2 separate regions of the Mus musculus genome follow, and region 2 is linked to region 1. A link is a contact called in public promoter capture Hi-C data. All regions are on one chromosome and are shown on one strand. Each heading gives the region's core, a stretch centred on a gene start, on an enhancer-like site or on the middle of the called end of the contact. The rest is flanking DNA. Distances are from core to core; before and after follow the strand shown.

Region 1 (3,438 bases), core at 337-2,836:
AGATAACTCAAGCTTGTGTCAAGTTGACATAAAACTATCCAGCACAGTCACTTTGGGAGTTAAAAATTAGAAAGTTTTGTTTCGTTTTGTTTTGCCTGCACGTATGTCCATATACAACATGTGTGCAGTACCCATGGAGGCCAGAAGAGGGCATTGGACCCCCGCCCAAGACAGAAGTTGCAGATAATTGTGAGCCACCACGTGGGTGCTGGGAATTGATCCTAGGCCCTCAGCAAGAGCAGCCAGTTCTCCTAACCACTGAGCCACCTCTTGCTGCCTCTTGGCTTGACTGTGACGGGCACTTCTCAGCAGTCATGGACAAAGGATGCAGCAGGGACGAGCCTGACCAGGTCAATCATTCATAGAGCCATGAGGTTCGTTCCTTTACACAGCCCAGTGGCTGTATTCTTCATCTGAGTGGACCCAGCTAAGGGCAGGCTTTTCTCAGAGGGATCTTTTAGCCCAGCCCCTACGGAGAGCCTATGGCTACGTATGTTAACTGATCCCATGCTGCAGAAGCACTGTAAACCATTGTGCATTTGCCAGTGCAGTTCAGTGACATCACCTTTCTTGGTTCTGTGGTAAAGACAGTTGTGCCAGGCATGACTGGCTAAGCAGACCACAGAGCTGTAAAGGCTCTAGTGACGTGCACATCACATCTCTATTTTAATTTGCCTTGGCAATCTACCCCAACATAGTGAAGTTCTTGTGTGACACGCTACCACTGTATCTCCCAAAACCAGCAGACACAAACATCATACAAAACAATCGATCCAGAGGAGGGTGGGCTCATAAGTGATGGCCAGCAGCCGTCCAGTGTCTTTGGGGTCCTGAGGAAGTAAATGGTGAATCTATCCAATGAGCCCAATTCTGCATAGTATTATATCTTCTATTGAGATTAGGAGTGTGTGCACAGGGTGGCTAAGAGAGGGGAATCCTCCACCTCAAACATTTTCTAACTCTTCTTTTAAAGCTCAATTTCTATAGTTAATTTCTACAGTTAATATCATTTATTAATTTATTTTATGTCTATGAGTGCACTGTAGCTGTCTTCAGACACACCAGAAGAGGGCATCAGATCCCATTACAGATGGTTGTGAACCACCATGTGGTTGCTGGGAATTGAACTCAGGACCTCTGGAAGAACAGTCAGTGCTCTTAACCGCTGAGCCATCTCTCGAGCCCCTAGAGTTAATCTCTCTTCCTTCCTGCCCCTCCCCCTGTTATCGATCTGTCCACTATCTCTCGTATTCTTGGCGGATATCTTCTTCCTCGTTCTCTATGTGAGTCTGCTTTAGTGCTCCACTCCAGATCTACATCCTTAACTACAAGATGCTCGTGTGACAGAGAAGAGCAGGGGTGGGGGGAAACCCCAGGGGCCCAGCTCTGTCTGCAGTCAGGGTTTGCTGATCTGAGCCTTTTCAGTTTCATGAAGCAATTAAACTTCTCTGACTAATAACTAAAATCACTGCCAAGCATTTGGGCTGGGGTGGGTAGGTTGCCAAAGGCAGTTGCCTAAGTGATGTGTGTGATCAGCAGATTGGGCAAAAGATCAGCAGTTATGAAACAGAACAGAGTCCATTCACCCCAATCCTGTGGCCCGGGGCCCCCCAGTGCAGGTACCTGGCAAGTAGGGAAGCTGTTGTCTGACCTTCCCCACATACTGCCTGAGCCAGACACCCAAGGAAGGAGAAGGAACCAGACAGGACAAGGTTGCAGGGTATCTTGGTTAGGGATTTACTGCTGTGAGCAGACACCATGACCAAGGCAACTCTTTTTTTTTTTTTAATTTATTTATTTTATATAAATGTGAGTACTCTGTTGCTGTCTTCAGATACACCAGAAGAGGGCATCAGATCCCATTACAGATGGTTGTGAGCCACCATGTGGTTGCTGGAAATTGAACTCAGGAACTCTGGAAGAGCAGTCAGTGCTCTTAACCACTGAGCCATCTCTCCAGCCCCCGACCAAGGCAACTCTTAAAAAGGACAACATTTAATTGGGGCTGGCTTACAGGTTTAGAGGTTCAGTCCATTATCATCAAGGCAGGAGCTTGAAAGCATCCAGGCAGGCATGGAGCAGGAGGAGCTGAGAATTCTACATCTTCATCTGAAGGCTGCTAGCAGAAGACTGACTTCCAGGCAGCTTGAATGAGGATCTTATAGCCCATGCCTACAGTGACACACCTACTCCAACAGGGCTACACTCTCTAATTGTGCCACTTCCTGGGCTGAGCATATACAAACCATTACATGGGGAAAGCAGGAAGGGGTCAAATTCTGCTAGCAGTTTGCCTAAGGACAGGAGTGGGACGTAGGGTACTCTGTGGGGAAATTAAGAAGGGCTTCTTGTTATCGCTACAGGCTCCTGAAGTTTTTAGGGTGTGCAGGAAAGTGTGTAGCCTCCATTTCTCTAGCTTTGCTTCCAGACTTCCAGATAGAGTCATAGTATAGGTTGGTATGGGAAACTAAGGCCCAGGTAGACCAGCAGGCCAATTCACACATGCATTCCCACCAGTCTTCAGTAGATGGCTATCTGATAGTACAAGTGTAGCCTGCCTTGCCCAGCTTTTGGATAGAAAAGAGAAATGTTTCCATTGTCCTGTTCATTGAAAAGTGTAGCGTGGTGGCGCACACCTTTAATCCCAGCACTTGGGAGGCAGAGGCAGGCGGATTTCTGAGTTCAAGGCCAGCCTGGTCTACAAAGTGAGTTCCAGGACAGCCAGGGCTACACAGAGAAACCCTGTCTTGGAAAACCAAAAAAAAAAAAAAAAAAAAGAAAAGAAAAGAAAAAAAAAAGAAAAGTGTACCACCTGTCCACTGTTCCCTTTACATCTGCAGGTGAGTATACCCCACACCCTCCCTGTTGCCCTCCAGTGGGTTGGTACCCTGCCACTAACTCACAGGAGGAATAGGAGGAATGGCATATACACACACACACACACACACACTTATTGCTTTAGGTCATCATAAGGATGATTTGACCTTTGACAAAAGGAAACCCATCCAAGTCTCACCCTTTGATTAGAAAGACTTTTGACACTGCATTGCCGCTGTGGCATTGAAAAGTTATTGAGGTTTCCAAGGCTTCATGCCCATGGCCCATGCACGACTCAGAAAACACTCTTGGAAAATTCATACAAAGTGTTACATTCAATTGAAGCTCACGGTGATGTTTCTAAGACGCACCCGTAGCACGTGAAGCTGCTACGTTTCTGGCAATTCCTAGGTAGATATAGATAGCCCTTGCTGGTCATATGATCTGTCTGCAGGGAACAAGGCATTAGTCCGTAAACTTTCCCAAAGGTTCATGGCCTGTTGCACATGCTTAGGATCCTGCAGGTTATCCTCATCGCCTCTGAAGTAGAGATGCAATTACCAGAAAGTTCACTGGCTCCTAACACGATGCCTCAGAGGGCCTTTTATTTTATTTGGAGCT
Region 2 (3,829 bases), core at 765-3,264, 86 kb after region 1:
TATCCACAGTAGGCAACCACAGTATCACTGAACTATGTCAGTAACCTGTAGTGTTTAATCTTTCAATTATTTCCTAATTTTATAACTTCAAAGATGATAAGATATACTGAAGTTGCTGCTCCAAACGGAGTTTAGACGGAGTTTAGAAATATTAAGTGTTTCATCATCTAGCCACCTCCTAATTATTATTCCATGTAGTTAGGATACTATTTCTATTTTCTATCACCAAAGAATTGAATAGCACAACCAGTATAAGTGATGTGCTGGTGTGTTATCATATAAATGCTCAAGGTACGACTTCTAATGGTGAAAAACGGGAAAATAAATGGACGTTGATGAAGTGTGTCTTCTTTTGTCTGTTCCCGGGAAAGTTTATTTCGGGCATTTCCACTGGCGGAATGATTAGCGCTAACAGCTTTCCCCCTCCGTTTTATTTTACAGGGTCTCTTCATCTTCCTGATATATGGGGTATACAACCTAGAGGTAAGTCTGCTTGGAGTAGCTCAAGGCTGACAGCGTGAATGAGAGAAATGACAGGTTTCTTATCTTGATAACTGTAGAACAAAGTTGGCTTTCATATGAGTGTCCCACTGCCCTTCATGCTTGGGCTGGCTTATGTGCAGCCCAGCTTTACCATTAAACATGGACACCCTGAGTACAGGGACAGCCTCATTTCTCACTGGCACTGACTAATATTTTATTACTGTCTGAAGTTTTTGAATTTTCAGTGTTCAACGCTTAGCTATACCTGGTAGTTTCAGGAAATAATTTAACTGTAGTTCCATGGGGCTAGGAAGATACAATGCCTCATGAAACTATTCATAAAATACAGTTTTAAGGTTTCTGGGCAGGCTCAGAGAGGCCTGTGTTGGTAAACAATACACCGCTATGGCTTTAATTGCAAAATTTCTCAAGGAAGTTATTACAAGAAGTCATCTCGAGAAACACTATGAGAATATGGACGTGTGATTTCTTTAAGAAAACACACTATGTAAATAACTGTTCTCCAGGTCTTTTTATTAAAAAGTCTGTGGTGTATAAATACACCTAGGAAAGTTGCTGGTTTAGATTTTTGCATGCTCGCTGTGAATGCCTTTTATACATTATTAGGCACTAAATTAATATCTATTTGGTTTTGTCGATAGAACTTTTAATTTCAAGATTTTATCTAATTTCCCCCAACTGAATAAGGAACAACTTTTCAAGTTTCTAGGTATTCTATACTGGAGGGGTTGGGAGAGTGGGGTATGTATCCTAACAGAGATTTTAAACAAGAACGATGGCCAGTATTTGAGGCTAGTTAGTATTCAACGTAATAAGCAAATTCAGACAACTGAGAAAGTACGTGGCATTTAAATACCATCTGATGATGAAGTGTGTGTGGGCGTGTTTTACAGGACAGCTGCACCTGGGATTACACGTGGTTTCCCTTTGCGTAGCCTTCAGGTAGGCTGGCACTGAGACAATTTTCTGCAGCGGTCCCTCCTCTATGGCAGTCTCAAAGGCTCCTTCAATAAAGGCAAAGACAAGCGTTATTGCTGTCTCCATTCTGAAAAGGAGTAAAAGCTATCTGTAATCAATACCGTTACGAGTTTAAAGCTTTCAGGCAGAATCACAAGTACCTTAAGGAATCCTATTCTCTGTTTGATTTTGATTCAATACTTGGATTGCAAACACTAAAGTGAACCAAATGCCAATGTTCAGTTTTCAGTGTCTCCACCTTCCCTAACCCCTTCCTCTGCAGCTCCCACGCCACGCTGCAACACGCTCTCCTGGCGTCCCCGGACTTCCCGCCCCTTGGGCTCCACCTCCGGAGCGCCTTCTCCCTAGAAACCCTCAGCCACTGTCTGCCCCTCAGCAGGGCCACCAATCACGTCCCCTCGCTGCGGAAGACCCTCCGCTGTCCGCCTCCAAGTCCCCGCCCCTCCCACCTAGCCCCCAGCAGCTCCGCCCAACCGCCCGCTTGATTGACAGGCTAGCCAGGCGGAAACTGAGGCGCAGGCGCACGGGGCTCGCCGAGCGCCCCTCTGGTCCGGTCGAGGACTTCCCGGCAGACACCGCGCCGCGGCTGCGCAGAAGCGGGGAGGCTTTTAATTCCATTGTGGAGAGGACGGCGTTATTTTTATTAACTGGAGGCGACGGCGGCTGCGGCGGCGGCGGAACCCGTAAGTGTGGCCGGCGGGCCGGGGCGGGCGCGGGAGCGGCCAAGAAGGCCGCGGGGTCGAGCGCGCCGGGCCGGAGGCGGCGGGGCTGCGGACGGGAGCCGGGCGCGGTGCGGGCTGGGCGGCGGCGCGGCGGGTCCCAAACGCTGCGGTGGTCCCGGCCCGGGGCCCGGCCCTACCGCCGTTCCCCCTCTTCCCTCCTCTCCCTCCTCTCCGCAGCCAGGCCTCCTCCGGGGTATGAAAATCGGCAGCGGGTTCCTTAGCGGCGGCGGCGGTCCCAGCAGTAGCGGTGGTAGCGGCTCCGGCGGCAGCTCCGGCAGCGCCAGCGGCGGCAGCGGCGGCGGCAGGAGAGCAGAGATGGAGCCCACCTTCCCCCAGAGTATGGTTATGTTCAACCACCGGCTTCCCCCGGTCACCAGCTTCACCCGGCCGGCGGGGACGGCCGCCCCTCCCCCGCAGTGCGTGTTATCCTCCTCTACCTCCGCAGCCCCGGCCGCTGAGCCCCCCCCTCCGCCAGCCCCGGACATGACTTTCAAGAAGGAGCCGGCGGCGTCAGCCGCGGCCTTCCCTTCGCAGAGGACCTCCTGGGGATTCTTGCAGTCCTTGGTGAGCATCAAGCAGGAGAAACCTGCGGATCCCGAGGAGCAGCCGTCCCACCACCACCATCACCACCACCACTATGGGGGGCTGTTCGCTGGGGCTGAAGAGCGATCACCAGGCCTAGGAGGAGGGGAAGGGGGGAGCCACGGCGTCATCCAAGACCTCAGTCTTCTGCACCAGCATGCCCAGCAGCAACCGGCCCAGCACCACCGCGATGTATTACTGAGCAGCGGTAGCAGGACTGATGAGCACGGCAACCAGGAGCCAAAGCAGGACGCTAACGTCAAAAAGGCAAAGAGGCCAAAGCCAGAATCTCAGGGAATCAAAGCCAAGAGGAAGCCAAGTGCATCTTCCAAACCTTTGGTTGGAGAGGGAGAAGGTGCCGTCCTGTCCCCAAGTCAGAAACCTCATATCTGTGATCACTGTAGTGCTGCTTTCAGGAGCTCCTACCACCTGCGGAGACATGTCCTCATCCACACGGGCGAAAGGCCTTTCCAGTGCAGCCAGTGTAGTATGGGTTTCATCCAGAAATACCTACTGCAGAGACACGAGAAAATTCACAGCAGAGAGAAACCCTTTGGGTGCGATCAGTGCAGCATGAAGTTTATTCAGAAGTACCATATGGAGAGACACAAGAGGACACATAGTGGAGAAAAGCCATACAAGTGTGACACTTGCCAACAGTATTTTTCAAGGACTGACAGATTGTTGAAGCACAGGCGCACGTGTGGTGAAGCCATAGCAAAAGGAGCCGCTAGTGCAGAACCTGGGTCATCAAACCATAACAGTATGGGTAACCTGGCTGTGTTGTCTCAGGGAAATACAAGTTCCTCAAGGAGAAAGTCGAAGTCGAAAAGCATAGCTATTGAAAATAAGGAACACAAGACTGGCAAAACAAATGAATCACAAATGTCAAACAATATAAACATGCAGAGTTATTCAGTAGAAATGCCTACTGTGTCTACCAGTGGGAGCATAATTGGCACTGGAATAGATGAACTGCAGAAAAGGGTGCCAAAATTGATCTTTAAGAAAGGAAGCAGAAAGAATGCAGATAAAAGCTACCT

The links. Promoter capture Hi-C pulls out the DNA fragments that hold promoters and counts their contacts.
Region 2: a promoter capture Hi-C map of liver shows a contact between it and region 1, with 2.0 times the contacts expected there. The contact joins the promoter of Zfp281 here to the enhancer-like site in region 1. A contact is called at or near these places in 4 of 39 promoter capture datasets (cranial neural crest, liver and macrophages), 9 of 484 Hi-C or Micro-C datasets (the HPC-5 cell line, astrocytes, embryonic stem cells and 2 more), 5 of 115 datasets of contacts at active chromatin or transcription factors (craniofacial prominence, embryonic stem cells and pancreatic cancer cells) and 3 of 9 other capture datasets (adipose tissue, embryonic stem cells and pancreatic islet).

Annotation. Positions count from the first base shown.
Region 1 is chr1:136,536,990-136,540,427 of GRCm38.p6, forward strand. It overlaps a transcript of Kif14 not described here. Among named protein-coding and RNA genes, the nearest start is that of Kif14, 71 kb to the left of the region's middle. Within about 2 kb of position 1,587, at least 19 of the 459 cell types and tissues checked have an H3K27ac peak or open chromatin away from gene starts, as enhancers often do. A contact at or near this core is called in adipose tissue and liver, where this site is marked.
Region 2 is chr1:136,622,887-136,626,715 of GRCm38.p6, forward strand. Zfp281 (zinc finger protein 281) reads left to right here and starts at 2,015. Exons shown (of 2, transcript NM_177643.4): 1 at 2,015-2,165; 2 at 2,386-3,829. The coding sequence starts at 2,400.